2 separate regions of the Sus scrofa genome follow, and region 2 is linked to region 1. The links are chromatin contacts, called in public HiChIP or PLAC-seq maps. All regions are on one chromosome and are shown on one strand. The core of a region is the stretch at or near the end of the contact, and the rest is flanking DNA. Distances in the headings are between cores, read along the strand shown.

Evidence for each region. HiChIP or PLAC-seq counts read pairs in DNA pulled down with a chosen protein or histone mark.
Region 2: an H3K27ac HiChIP or PLAC-seq map of skeletal muscle shows a contact between it and region 1. The contact joins the promoter of TNS1 here to the enhancer-like site in region 1. A contact is called at or near these places in 1 of 5 promoter capture datasets (fetal liver), 5 of 47 Hi-C or Micro-C datasets (adipocytes, alveolar macrophages, embryonic fibroblasts and 1 more) and 1 of 2 datasets of contacts at active chromatin or transcription factors (skeletal muscle).

Annotation. Positions count from the first base shown.
Region 1 is chr15:120,068,073-120,075,391 of Sscrofa11.1, reverse strand. TNS1 (tensin-1) reads left to right here. Exons shown (of 36, transcript XM_021075207.1): 3 at 4,626-4,667. Among named protein-coding and RNA genes, the nearest start is that of TNS1, 72 kb to the left of the region's middle. Within about 2 kb of position 3,396, at least 31 of the 83 cell types and tissues checked have an H3K27ac peak or open chromatin away from gene starts, as enhancers often do. A contact at or near this core is called in fetal liver, liver and skeletal muscle, where this site is marked.
Region 2 is chr15:120,140,656-120,147,974 of Sscrofa11.1, reverse strand. TNS1 (tensin-1) reads left to right here and starts at 4,178. Exons shown (of 36, transcript XM_021075207.1): 1 at 4,178-4,292.

The DNA.
Region 1 (7,319 bases), core at 2,147-4,646:
AATTGGAGGGTCTCAAGAGACAGGCATGTGTTAGGATGACTCCTGCTTGTAATAGGTGCTTGACAAGTGGCAGTGGTTTTTACCACTGGGGTGACAAGTGCTTCCTTTCCTCAGGCCTGGAGTCTTATCTTCCCACAAACATTTCATGTGCACCTGCTGTGTGCAGGGCCAGTGTGCTGAACACGCCATGCTCCTGCCCTTGTGGCGCTTGATTTCTAGAGGGGGAAATGGATTATATACAAGGAAATGCATCTTATAATTACCAACTGTAATTAGGTCTGTGAAGGAAGAGATAGGAGTTCAGGAGAGAGAATTATCGTGTGTGTGTGTGTGTTTGCGTGTGTGTGTGTGTGTGTGTGTGTGTGTGTGTAACTCAAGGGAGTCAGGGAGGCCTTCTCTCTAGTGTGGTGGCATTTAAGCCAAAACCAGGGGGATGGGAAGATCCCATCTAGACAGACAGCTGGGCTAAGAATATCCTGGGCAGAGGGAACTGCATTTGCCGAGGCCTGAGCAAGAACAGAGAGGAAGCCCACCCCTTGTGTGTGGCTTTGGGTCCTAGACAAGGGGGCTGGGCACAGAATGACCGTGGGGAGGAGGGCAGGGGTCAGGTCGTGCAGGGTGCTCCCAGCCTGGGCTGGTTGCTGTCTGTGCTTTAGACCCTGCTCTCCTGGGGAGAGTCCAAGGTTGTGCCCTGTTGTTGGCATTGTGCTCAGAGACCTTTGAAGTTCAGAACATACTGGTGGGTGGGGGCTGATGCATGCCAGGCAGTGGCCCCAGTCTGATCTGGGGACACTCACATCCCAGCTACATCCCGGTTCTCTATCTCATGGGCCCAGAGCCACACCGTTCTGCTGCAGTGGCCTTGGGCAAGTCGTTACCCCTTCTGTGCCTTAGTTTCTTCATCTGTGAAATGGGGATAATAACAGCGTAATGCATAGTTTTTTTTTAATTAAGATCAAATGAGTCCAAAGAGAGGGCTTAGGGCTGTAACAGACATATAGGCACATCCCATGAGCTTTCTGCTACTGCTGTCGTCTTATCTGGCCCCGTGGAAATTCATGTGTAGAAATTAGAGTCAGCACAGCAGAGAGGGCAGGAGCGCGTCCCTGTCTGGAGCTAGACTGCTGGGTTTGCATCCTGCCTCCTCTGCTGGGCAGTTGATTACTCTGTGCCTCGGTCTCCTCATCCACAAAATGAGATGCTCGGGGTTGTTGTGGGAATGAAGGGACTTAACTTACGCCAAGGACCAAGCCCAGTGGCTGGCATGTAGCAAGTACGATGGAAGTTTTTGCTGCTGCTGTTACTGTGAGAGCTGTTATATCTTTCAGAGTGGAAAGGCTGAGCTCCAGGCCCACCAGCCCCTCCGTGTGCTGATGAGTCGTGGAGGGAGACCCGGGGAGGAGGCATACCTGAGGCTGACTTCCTGGGCCTGAGCCCTGGAATCCTGCACTGCCAGCCCTTGGGGAGGGGGGGAAATGGTTGGCAGGGTTGGCACTGAGACACGGAGATCCCCTGCAGACCCCCTAGAGTGCTCCTTATGTGGAGGTAGGGTTCCTAGCTGGGGTCCCCAGGGGGGCAGTAGGAGTGGTCACTACTGACAGGAGCATGGGGCCACAAAGGGCATGGGCCAGAGTGGCAGAGGGCCCTGGCTCTCCCTGGCACATTCCAGCTCCTGAGAGGGTGGCCAGGGGCCAGGGTGCCGGAGGGAAGGAGAGAGCCTTTTAAGGAAACATTTCTCTGCTTAAAAGAGAGAGAGAGAGCGAGAGAGAGACAAGAAACACTGAAGCCCACGACAAAGTGGGCTGGCGGCTGGCTGGCCTGGAATGCACAGCTGTGGGCAGTGGGTGGAGGAGGCCACTGGGGGGCAGCAGGCCGCGAGGGGTACCTGGGCATCAAGCCCTCGGACTGGGGGTCCACAGCTGCCCCCCAGATCTAAGTCCTTAGGGGTGTTTCTGCCTCAGGGGGGACAGGAGAGGGACTTGGGGTCAAAACAGCTGGGGCCCCATTTTTCCCACTGCCTTAGGGAGGTGCTGGGGGCGACGCTCTCCCTCTTGTTTCAGAGGACACCTGTCTATTCTGCCCTTGTCCCCACATGTGTCCATAACCCCCCTCTCACTTCCCCAAACCCCAGAACCAAACGGAGACTAGAAAGCCACCCTGGTGTATTGTAGGGGGAGATGGTGGCGGTGGGTGGCATTACCCGTGGCTGGGAGGCCAGGCAGTAGCGGTCAGCATCCCCTGCTCTGGTCCCACATTTAGGTTCCCAGCCCCATCCCAGTTCTAGTTCCTAGGAAAGGAGCAGAGCAGGGTGCTGTTTGGTCTGTGGGTTGACCACTCCCACCCCAGGCTGAGGGCCCCTGGGTGGTAAGGGGGGTGGGGACAGGAGACACTGCAGGCCTGGCCCCATGAGGTTGAAATCTACAAGCCCAGAGTAGGATTTGGGGGTAGAGGTGGGAGGAAGCCACTGCTAGATGCAGAACTCCTGCCCTGAGGGTGCCTGGGGGACAGCAGGGTCCCGTGGCTGAGACCTTGTCTGGTCAGCAGGGTGCCTGCAGGCTGTAGCCACCTCTGGGCCTTCCTGCCCTCCTGGCCTGTTCCAGCCTCCTCTGTCCCACCCCTGGCCAGAGATCAGCTGTGTGACCTTGGGCAAGTGGTTCAACTTCTCTGTGCCGTGGGCACTTCAGAGGTAAAGCAGTACCTACCTGGTTGGGTTGTTGAAAGGATTACATGAGTTGACATGAGTAAGGCATCGATAATTATGCTGGCCAGACAGTCCACATTCAGTGTGTTACATGCATTCGATATTGTTCCTTTTGTTTGGTTTCAAGTAATGGTGAGGATGGGGTGATGGATGCTGACACTCAGGCCTCTTTGCTGGAGAATGAGTTGGGCAGCGAGTCTGCTGTGTGACTGGGTCAAGAACCAGGGATGGGGAGCTCCCGTTGTGGCACAGTGGAAGCAAATCCAACTAGCAACCATAAGGTTATGGGTTCGATTCCTGGCCTCGCTCAGTGGGCTAAGGATTCTGCGTGGCCGTGAGCTGTGGTTGTAGGCTGGCGACTACAGCTCAGGTTTGACCCCTAGCCTGGGAACCTCCCTATGCCATGAGTGCGGCCCCCCAAAAAACCAGGGACTCTAACTCCCAGCCTCTGCACCCCTCCCAGAGCCCGGGGCACACTATCCCGCAGCTGTGGTCCCTTCTAGGCCGGTATGTCACTCCAGGCCATCCTTGGGCTGGTCAGACAACACAACAGGGTCAGGTGAAAGGAGGGCCCAGCTGAGGGTGAGGCCTCTGTGAACAGCCAGTTCCAGCCAGGGCTGGAGGCTCACTGTCACTGCTCCACTAGGGTGGTGCTAGGGTAGGGCGCTGGGTTGCCCACTGTTTGAGGAGGCAGCCTCCCCCTCTTTGGTGATCCACGGCTTATGTCCAGACACCCCGATGCCTGAGGTGGGGGAGAGCTCCCGCCCCGCCCTGTTGGGCCCCTTGCCTGGTGTCCGGGTCAGGAATTTGAGCCAAGGTTGAGTTATGAGCTCCAAGAAAAACGTGTCACAGCTAGAAAGAAGGAACACATTGAGTCTCTGATAAAGGCCCCTGCTAATTGTCAGGGTAGTGGTTTGGCTGCCCGGCCCCTGGGGAGGGAGTGTTATCTCAGGGTAGCGAGCAATCCGGCCCCCTCCCTGCCCTTTCCCTCTGTCTTGAGGCCCCAGGGCCGTAGCCACCCTCCTCCCTGCATTGGAGAAGGAGATGAAGCTGATGACTAAAATAAGAGCTCACCCATGGAGGGGGCTTGTGCCCTTTAGGGCCTTGTACTTCTGTTAGCCAAGTGGCCGGCTTCCTGTTAAAGAGCTGGCGTGGGCCCTTCACCAGCCCGTTTCCCGCATGCCCTGGGAAACTTTGCCAGCTGTCTGCAGCTCTGACCTTTGGGTGAGACACCTTGGCATTCTGGGGAATGGAGGCGGTGACTTTTCATTTCCTAGAGGTCTTAAACCTGGTTTAAAAAAAAAATTAAAACAGGAGTTCCCATTGTGGTGCAGCGGTAATGAGCCTGACTAGTATCCATAAGGATGTGGCCTCCATCAGTGGGTTAAGGATCCGGTGTTTCTGTGAGCTTGTGGTGCAGGTCGCAGACGTGGCTTGGATCCCCGAGCTGCTATGACTGTGGCGTAGGACAGTGGCTACAGCTCTCATTCGACTCCTAGCCTGGGAACTTCTATGTGCCGCAGGTGCTGCCCTAAAAAAAAAAAAAAAAAGCCCTCCTCCCCCAAAAAAGACAAATTTTACCATATTAGAGAAAATTTAGAACCTAGAGCGGAGAGGGGGAAAAGTCTTTCTTCCCTGGTGCTTTGACTTCCAGTCTTTCTGCGTGTTTTACAGAATTTAAAAACTGTGACATCATTTCATTTTTGCTTTCTGCTGCTCCCCCCACTCCCTGGGCATTATGGTCTAAGTAGTTTTCTGTGTCGCTGCAGTCTTCCAACGAAATCTCCCACCGGAGAGTGTCAGTGTGAGCTGAAGGAAGGGGTGTCTAGCATGGCGTGGGGGCGAGTGGAGCCATGTCAGAAGGCTCCGGTTTTCTCTGGGGATGAAAGGTACTAATCTTGGCCTTTCTCTGTTCCCCCCACAGGTGGCTGCCCCCTGCATTCCTCCATCCAACCGTGAACTGGTGGTGAGTGACAGTCCAGCCCCGCCTCCCCCTTCCCTCAGTTCCCAGTTGCAGCTTACTTTAGACCCAGGCCTGGTGCTGGTAGCCCCCATGGGTCCTGGGCCATTAGGTAAGGAGAAGGATGGGGCCGTGTCCCGAGGCTGAAGCCAGACGAGGAGGAAATGAGTCATGGCGTCCCTTCTGATGAGATGCGGGGCCTCCTATTTCAATCTCAAGAACTAAGTCCTTGAAAAACCCCATAAAAGGGCATTTTGCCTGTCTCTAGGCCTGGCCAGGTGCCTGTGGTCCCGGGCTCACCAGACCTGGAGATGGCATCTCCTTCCACCCGCCTGGTCCGTGGTCAGGCTGGAGGCAGGGTGGGGGATGGGTGGCATGACCCACAGAGTCCATGAACCTGGGCTCATGTTCAGGTGACCCGTTCCGCCCTCAGGCTCTTGGCTGACTCTGCTTTTCTGCTCTCTCCGCACGCCCCCACTCGTCCCTCTTGCTTCCATTCAGGCTTCCAGAAAAGCTGGATGGGGCAGGACTCTGAGTTATGGGCTGTGGAGAGGGACCTGCTCCAGACTGATCCCAGCTGGGCTGATCTGGAATGTTCCCCTCCCTGCCCTCACGCTGCTGCCTTCTTACCCTTCAGAAGTCCCTCCTGCTCCCCAGCTTAGCACTGGAGGCAGGCGGGGCCCTGGAGGCTGGAGGAGGAGGGACCTCTCTGCGTGCAGGTGCGCAGCCTGTGTGCGCATGCGCCTGGTGGGTGCATCACGGAGGGCCCCAGTGGGCACGATCTGATTAGCTGGTGTGGCGGTGCCTGTGGGGTCACTGATGTGGGTTGGAGTCTGGGGTGAGGCGACAACGGTGTCAAGGGCCCCAGGCAGTTGCAGGTGTCTGCCTACCTGAGCGTGACTTGCTCAGCCTGGATCCCGGAATCTCACTCATGGCTCCTGGTCTTTTCTCCTCTGTCACCCATTTACCCTGTGACATTGGGCCTGTCCCACCCTCTTTCTGGACCGCAGCTTCCCTTTCTGTCATAGAGAGGGTTGCACCAGATGCTCCAAATGCCTTCTCAGTGCTGATAAGCATCCCCTCCATTCAGGGTCATTGAGGGAATGAAAATAAAACACACACGCACGAAAGAAAGAAAAGACAAAGTATATAAGAGTGCTTGTGACTCTTAGATGCCTTGTGGACCCTCCCAGCCCAGACCCTGTCTAGCTGTTTCCCTTTCTTGCTGTGGCTCGAACCCTTCTGGGCCTCAGCTCTGTCCCGCTGTGCTGCTCCAGATGTGGGGTATTATTTGCACGCAGAGCCCATCTGACAACAGCAGGGGTGGGGTGGGGGGCTGCAGGGGTGAGGCCAGAGTGCGGGCCTGGTTTGCAACCCCTAGGGAGAAATCTCTGGGTTTGCAGAGGGACATGGTGGAGGGTGGGTGGGGGAGGGGAGGGGAGCTCTACGTCTCATAATTTCAACCCAGCTGCCACTTTGCTACTGAGAACAGAATGTTCTTGGCTGGTCTAGGATGGCTGGGGGCTCCGGGATTTAAGACTCTCCAGGCAGAAGCCAGATGCCCGGCCTCTGGGAGTCTCATGAGCTTTGTTTATGTGAGGAGGGGTCAGGGGTTGGGAGGAAAGGGAATAGGTTGGCATTCCAGCTGGAGGGATTGCATAGAAACCAGAAGGGAGCCTTGCCTGAGCCAGCTTGTAGTCTTCCCATCTCTGCGACGTGCTCTATCCGGGCAGGGGGGCTCTGACCTTCGTGGAGGTGGTGGACTAGTTGTGATGCCAGAGGTTTGCCCACCTGAGTCAGAACTTGCTGTCTGTCCCAGCAGCGGTCAAGGGCGAAGGAGTTACGCTACCTCCCTCTGGATCCCGGCTCCAACCCCTGCGTCTGTGACCATGGACATAACTGCTTAACCTCTCTGGACCTCAGTTTCCCTTCTGCAGATTGGGAGTTGGTAATAGTTACCACTTTATAAGACTGTGACGAGAATAAAAGGAGCAAATGATCCCATTTAATTAATCTGGATTCAAAACCCGCCAATGACTGCCCACCTCACTTGGAGTAAAGGCCCGGCTTCTTCCACTGGTTTATACAATCCTGCACGACAGACACATTTCTTCTCTGACTTCATCTCCTAAATGGTCCCTCTTGCCCTGATTCTGCTGCAGCTGTTGGCCTTCTTGCCAGCCCTTGCACATACTGGGCAGATGCTGCCTCAGGGCCTTTGCACTTGCACTTTCCCCACAGATACCTGCAAAGCTCTCCCCCACCCTTTTCTCAAGTGTCTGATTTCCCTTTCCCTGCCAACTCTCTCTCCCTTCCCTGCTTTCTTTGTCCCTCAGCACGTGTCACCATCTTAATTATCTTGCTTAAATGCCCCCTCCCCACACACCAGCATGTAAACTCTGATGACAAAGGATTTTCATCCTTTGTGTTCATGGCTGTATCCCTACTGTGTGGCACACAGTAGGTGCTCAATGCATGTTGATCAAGTGGCTGGAAGAAAGGCATCGGGCCAAATGCCTGGTGCCGATCAGGTGCTCAATCAACAGGACTACTCTCCATTTATTCCCTCCCTGCTGGTGGGTGGTGGGGGTCTGTTAGGGGGGCCAGCCTCCAGCTGGAAACTGCTGCTGTCTCCAGGGAAGGAAAGTGGCCCAGGGG
Region 2 (7,319 bases), core at 2,929-5,428, 72 kb before region 1:
TTTGTTTCGCCATCAGTAACTTCACAGATTGTGTCTGACTGCTTCTTACAGTGACGGCTCCTTCAGCTATTTGCTTTTTTTTAGGGCTGCACCTGTGGCATGTGGAGATTCCCAGGCCAGGGGTCAAATCAGAGCTGTAGCCGCTGGTCTACACCACAGCCACAGCAACACCAGATCCGAGCCTCGTCTGCAACGTACACCACAGCTCATGGCAATGCCGGATCCTTAACCCACTGAGCAAGGCCAAGGATGGAACCCGCAACCTCATGTTTCCTAGTTGGATTCATTTCTGATGTGCCATCATGGGAACTCCTCCTTCAGCTCTTTGAAGGTCAGAGGCTACCCACCCTAGACTTCCTCCTCCATCATTCTGGGAAAACTTCAGACCTCTGTGGGTGATGCTTTTCTTTTTTTAAATTTATTTTTTCCTTTTGAGGGCGGCATCCATGGCATATGGAGGTTCCCAGACTAGGGGTCAAATCAGAGCTACAGCTGCCAGCCTACACCACAGCCACAGCAACACCAGATCCCAGCCAAGCTGTGTGTGACGTACACCATAGCTCACAGCAACACTGGGTCCTTAACCCACTGAGCGAGGCTAGGGATCGAACCCACATCCTCATGGATGCTATTCGGGTTCATTACCTGCTGAGCCACAACGGGAACTCCAGTGATGCTTTCAACAAGATTACCAGCCATCCCAGAGTGGAGCCGGGAAGCCAAGGTTGGCAGAGTCAAGGTCACAATCTGGAGTCACTTGCCTGGGCGTGGCCCAGCTGGTCTCCTGGCTCCCACTGGGGTTCTCTCGCCTCTTATGCAGGAGTGATGTTTCATGAGACATCCGTCTCTCTGTAACCATCAGCATGTCCCACCCCAGATCCTACAGTCCCTTCATCTCAAAGTGGCCCATTATTTCCCCTGCACTGGGTACACACAGACGGTCTTGTCCAAACCCCTATTTCCATCTGGGGACTGAGGCCCAAAGAAGCCCACTAATGTTCTCAAGGCTACCATCCTAGAAAGCTGGTCTCTAGACTCCTATCCCAGTGCTCCCTGAGCCAGAGGGCCAGGACAGAGTGGGGGAGGGGCAGGAGTGCGCTGGGCCATCACCCAGGGGCTGTGATCGAGGCCAGAGGAGGTGTCTGAACCCTGTTCTGTTGTCCAAGCCCATGCGGGGGGCGGGGGGGGGAGGTTTTGTAAAGTTGACTTGATGGGGGTGGCCAGGCAGGGCAGGCAAGCCCAGGGCCCAGCGGTGAGGCCTAGGTGTTTGCTTGGCATCCAGGAAGTCTCCGCCCACTGCCTGTCTGTTTGTTGGACAGCCTGGACCCTCTCTGGGGAGATTCCATGGCCAGCAATGCTGTAAGGAGGCCTCTTTCCCTAGGCTTTGGGAGAAGGGCTGGATGTGGGGTGTAGGCAGAGAAGAGCATAAGCTGGAATGGCAAGCTCTGCCGACGTAGTGGGATAGGAGAGGCAGGCTTTGCAGCACAGGGTTGGCCCGAGATAATTGGGCTTTAAGGCTTCCTGCCTTAAAAATTCAACCCCAAGTCCCCTCCCGGCTCGTCCTCCCATCCTAGGCTGGGATACTGAAGCTGACGTGGTGCTGCGTCCCCACTCTGGCAATGTCTGTGACAGAGATCATTCAGAAGGCTCCAGCCAGGGACTGAGACGGGGAAACGGGGGAGGTGAGTCCCCAGAGTGGAGGGGACCTCCTTGTGGGATGGGGGACACAGAATCAAGTCTAGAACTGGGTAGTTCCGGGTCCCCACCCTCATCCCAACCCCAGCTGAAGCTGGAAGCATTGCTCTAAGAAGGAAATCTCTGGAATCCGGGAACCTGGGCCCTGCTGCCTGGACAAGCCACCAGAGGGCGCTGCTGAGCTCCTGCACCCCTCTCCTCGCTCCACCCCTCTCTGCTCTGGGCTTTATCTCTCTGAATTTGGAGACAAACCAAAACTTCAGAAAAGTTGCAAATGCAGTGCAAAGGACTTCCCCCCCCCCCCCGAGCTCTGAGAGTAAGTTGCTGAACATTGCCCTACCACCCCGAAATACTTTCCTATTTTCCTGCAAGAACATTTCCTACCTAACCCAGCAGGTCAGGCAATTGACACTGATGCGTGACTACCTTCTCATCCTCAGACCCCACCAAAGTTTGGCCAGTTGTCCCAGTGACGTCCTTTAGGGGCATGGAAAGAATCCAGTTCAGAATCAGCTGAGGCATGTGGTTGTCATGTCTCTTTGGTGTCCTTCATTCTGGAAATTTCCTCAGCCTTTCCCTGACTTCTGTGACCTTGTCACTTTGGAAGATTATATAAAGCCATTTAGTTGGTAGACTGTCCCTCCACTGGGGTTGGTCTGATGTTTCCTCATGATTAGATTCAGCTTGTGTCTCTTTGGCAGGAGAATCGCAAAAGCGATGCCCCATTCTCAGTCCGCCCCCCTCCTCCACCCATAGCGCGGGATCTCCATTCCTCCCATTACTGGTGACGTTACTTTGATCATTTGATTAAGCTGAATCTGCCAGGAAAAGTGACTTTTTCCCCCTTTGTGATTTATAAGCATGATGTAGGGAGGCGATTCGAGACTCGTAAATACCCCCATCGTCATCACATTTCAATGTATTCACTTATTTCGAATCATCAGTATGGGCTCATTCAAGCCATTACTGTCATTAGGTATTTTGATGCTCAGATCTTCCCAGACCTGAGGGGCCCCTTCCAGCTGGCTCCTGTGTCCTTTTGTCTGTCTGTCCCCCTTTGATTTTCTGGTTCCCTTTATAGTCTCTGTGCGTTTCTATCTAATCTCTCTCATCCTCTCTTGTGCTTGGTCGTCTCTGTCTTTGTCTCTGCCTTTATCTTCTTTTGTCCTCTTTGTCTGGCCACTGCTTTTCTCTGTTACATTTTGTCTTTCTCACTCTTGTCTCTCTGTCTCTGACACCGTCTTTCTGCCTATCTCTTTGCCTCTCTGTCTTGCTGGCTTTCTGTCTCTTTCCTTCTGCCTGTTTTTCTCCTTGTGTCTCTCTTGGCTCAGTCTCTCTTGCCCAGGACTCACCACTATGGGGTCTTTAGCTGGGAAACCTGGACATGCTGGGTTTGTGGGACGCTGCCTCCCATCTTCTGAACATGTAGAGCTGGGAGACTGGGAGCAGGGTGCAAGGTGGGAGGACTTGCAGGAGACCCCTCTGCCTAGAACGGCGGGGTCTGCATTGTGTCGGGACAGGTCCGTCTATGCACAGAGGGCATCAGAAACCTCTGTACCTTGGGGGGTGGGGGGCTGGAGGGAAGCGCCAATGTCTGTGTTCTGCTGGCCCCTGTTGTTGAATCAGGTTAGACTCCAGGGGGAGGTTGGTGCCTTGGGGAGAAATGGTACCTGTGCGTCCCCCTGCCCCCCACCACATAAGTGACTTCCTGGAGAGGCAACAGGAAGAGCTTTTGCGCCTGGGCTGGGGGCTGTCGGGGGGGGGGGAGGAGAGTGATCCTAAGCAGCATGGCTGCAGGACTTTGTGGCTTTAGGGTGTGTTCCCAAGTGTGGTTGCAACGGATGTGGGGCCCAACCTTGCACTGTCTGTGGGGGCGAAGCTGAAGCCTGTGGTAGCAGTGGGTGGCAGCTGATGGAGAACTTGAGGCAAGCCAGATGCAGGGAAGGCCTGCACTGCAGCTGGCCTCTCATCCCATGTGTGTGGGGGCGGTTTTAAAAAGCATATCTAGGGAGTTCCCATTGTGGCTCAGTGGTTAAGAACCTAACTAGTATATGTGAGGATGCAGGTTCAATCCCTGGCCTCACTCAGTGGGTTAAGGATCTGGTGTTGCCATGAGCTGTGGCTCAGATCTAATGATGCTGTGGCTGCAGTGTAGGCTGGCAGCTGTAGCTCTGATTGGAGCCCTAGCCTGGGAACTTCCATGTGCCAAGGGTGCAGCCCTAAAAAGAAAATAAATAAATATAAAAAAGACACCCCAGAAGGGCCTGCGGTCCGAGATGTTGGGTTCCCGTTGTTGTCTGACCCGCCGTGGTCATTTCCCTGGTCACCTCTCCCAGAAGTGGGCTCAGGGCCTTTCACAGCGGAAGGGGCTCTGGCTTCTCCTTTCCCGCAGTGCTTGCCCGTATCTCCCTTGGCCCCCTGGTCCTTTCCCCGGGAGCCCGGCCCTCTGCCCTGGCCTGACTACTGTGCTCTCCTCCCACAGCCAGAGGATCTGGAGGCCCCCAAGACTCACCACTTCAAAGTGAAGACCTTCAAGAAGGTGAAACCCTGTGGGATCTGTCGACAGGTCATCACCCGGGAGGGCTGCACCTGCAAAGGTGAGTAGGTGCTTGGGCCCCGGGGGATGGGGGAGGGGGTGCGTCTTCACGGTCTTGAGATGGTCTGGGCCCCAGGTTGGACTGTCCCCGGGGTCCTACTTGGTGCCTGGTGCTCATCTGGGAGGGGATGCTGAGCGTGTGGGTATGAATGGATAGCACGTGGCAGGTGATGGGTGGCTTGGAAATGGCTTGTAGCTTATGTGTAGATGACATGAAGAGAGCACGGAGATAGTACACAGATGGCATGTGAATGGCATGGGGCAGGCGTGTGGATGGTATGTGGCAGCAGGTGGAAGGTGTGTGGTTAGTGTGGCTTGTGTGTGAGGGGCTGTGGTTGGCCTGTGGATGGTGTGTGGTTGGTACGTGGAGGGCATGTGGGAGGTGTGTGGGTGGCATGTGCCTGGCACTGGGAGTACTTCAAAGATGCCAAGCCACAGTCCTCCCCTTGTGGCAGCTTAGGGGGTGTTTAAGGGGCCCCCATTCAGCCCCAGGGGAGGGCCTGCTGGCTGCCAGGCTTTTGCAATCACGCTTCTCATGTGCTCCTGGAATGGCCTGGGCTTGGCTGTCCCTGTGGCCGGAGGAGTTGGTATCTTGGCCCAGGTCATACAGTGAAATCAGCAGGAGGCCTCTGTGCCCAGTCTCAGGGACCGACCCCACCACCCAATCAGTTGCCCCACCAGCCAGATGCCTCCCCCTCTCTCTCACCCCTCCTCCTGTTATTGCCAGCTCCCTCCCCACCCCTACAGCTTCTCTGCAGCCAATGCATCTCTCACCTGTACATGCCTCACCTGTACCTGTCTTACCTGTACATCTCTCACCTGTACTGCCTCTCGCATCCTGACCCGCCCTCTCGGTCTATCTCCATATCAGCTTCTGGGGGGCCTTGGTGTCAGTTCCCTGGGTAGAGCCTTGGATCCCTCCCAACACACACTCAAGACAAAGCACAGACTCCTTCCTGTGGCTGCACAGGCGCGTGGATCCACCTCTTGCCGCCTCTTGGACCCATCCCCCTGGCCCCAAGCCCATGGTGAAACCTTTCGTACTTCCCAATATGCCAAGTATACCAAACATGCCAAAGGGCCCACTCTTGCCTGGAGCTTTGCTCACGTGCTTCTCCCACCTGGATTCTCTTCTCTTCCTTCCCTCTGAGCACAGGTCCTGGCGGGGCAGGGAAAATGGGCATCAGAGCCCAGGGATCGATGATTAAAGCACTTCGTATTAAAGCCCTCACACTCACTCTCATGCAGTGCTCTCAGCATCTGGGGGGCGCTGATGTCATCCTTGTTTTACGGATGAGGAAACTGAGGCTCAGACTAGTTAAGTCTCTTGCCAAGGCACACAGCCGGCTGGGTGGGGGGTGGGGTTTCCAATGCGTGTTCTCTGGGGGAGGGAGGGCTTCTTAGATGGGGAGTTTCAGCTGGTATTGGAGGTTGGAATGGGTGGATGGAAGTGTGTGAGTGTGTGGGTGTGTATTTGTGGGGGACATTCCAGGCAAGGCCTGCTGTGGGCTGAGGGCAGAAGTTTGTGGTCCTTAACTGCAGGGCTCTGACACGGAGTTTAGAGGAAAAAAAAAAACATGAACTTTTTGCAATACCAAAAGTAGCCACATGGTGACACCCTCCTCCCAAGAGGTCTGGCTGGGATGGGTGGTGGTTTACGGAGAAGCCAGGGAGGCACTGCCTGGGGCGGGGTTTTGCATTTTGCTTGCCTCACTGCCTCCATCCCACCCTATCCCTTGAACCTGACCCCTCCCGCAGTTCCTTCCCTCAGCCCAGTGACCCCCCAGTGCTTCTCCGTCAGGAGGCAGCACAGGGCTGAGGGTAGAAAAAATCATAGCACACTCACTGGGTAACCTTGGACATCTCTGGCCACACATTTTGTGACAGCCTATGGTCCTGGGTTCCCCAGATGATCTGGCTTGAGGACCCAGGTTGAGGAAGAGATTTGACTCTATATGAATAGAAGGCTCCCAAAGTGAGCAGAGATGGCTCTGGTCTCACCTGGTTCAGAGCCTGGCCCTGCTGGTGTGAACCAGAGTGGAGGCCGGATGGCCAGTGGGCAGCCAGGCTGGTTTGGCAGCTCCAGGTGAGTTAGTGGGAAGAGGGAAGAAGGCCAGGACCACTCTCCAAAACACCATCAGCTGTCAGGTCTGGGCCATGGAAGGACAGGGGCCCCCAGCCCTGCAAGGGAAGATGGAAAGTTCCCATTTTGACAGGCCGCAAGGATACCCCCAGCAAGAGGTGTGGGGCCACCAGGCCTGGGGGCAGGGTTGAGGTCACTGGGCTTATTGGCAGGAGATGCAGGAGAGGGACAGCTCTCTGTGCTCTGGAACCAGGAGGTTGTGATGGCTTGAGATGAACAGACTCTCTGCCTCCCTCCCTCCATCCACCCATCTATCCATCCATCCTCCATCCATCCAGGGCCACCAGATATGGTTGTGCAGATTGTTCGCTGGCTGAGGAGGCACATTGGCCAAGCCCAACCCAAAGGGTTTGCCGTGTTCTCTGGGTCCTCTTCCAGTCTTCCAATCTTGGGCTGCAGCATGGTGACCCTCTGGATTCGTGGCTCGGGGTTCTGGGTCGAAGGTCAAGGCCTTGCATTCACTGCCTCCATGAGGCTTGCAAAGTTGAGGGAACTTTCGCTGCAGGCAAGGGCAGTGAGGACACCTTCCCAGATCTAGAGAGACTGGGGCATTTGTCTGGTTCCCATTGGCTGCCCTGCTCCCCAGCCCCCACCCCCCTGCATTTCACTGTTTAATGGACGATGGCTGAAGGGGTGGGGTGGGAGATGGGGTGGGGAGGGAGTCAAGGTCCCTGGGATCTAGTCCCGGTTCTGGGAGACTCAAGGGAGAATGAAGCAGACAAAAAGCTAAGGTGGGTGGACACGCGGGCTTAAGCATGACAGATGCACAGGCAAAGAGGTGGCCGTGGAACCATGGCCAGTCTTCTACTGCGCTAACTCCTGTGTACCGCGGGGTTAACGATAAAGCTGTCCTCTCTCTCAGGGGCTGATTCTGAGGAGCACCGA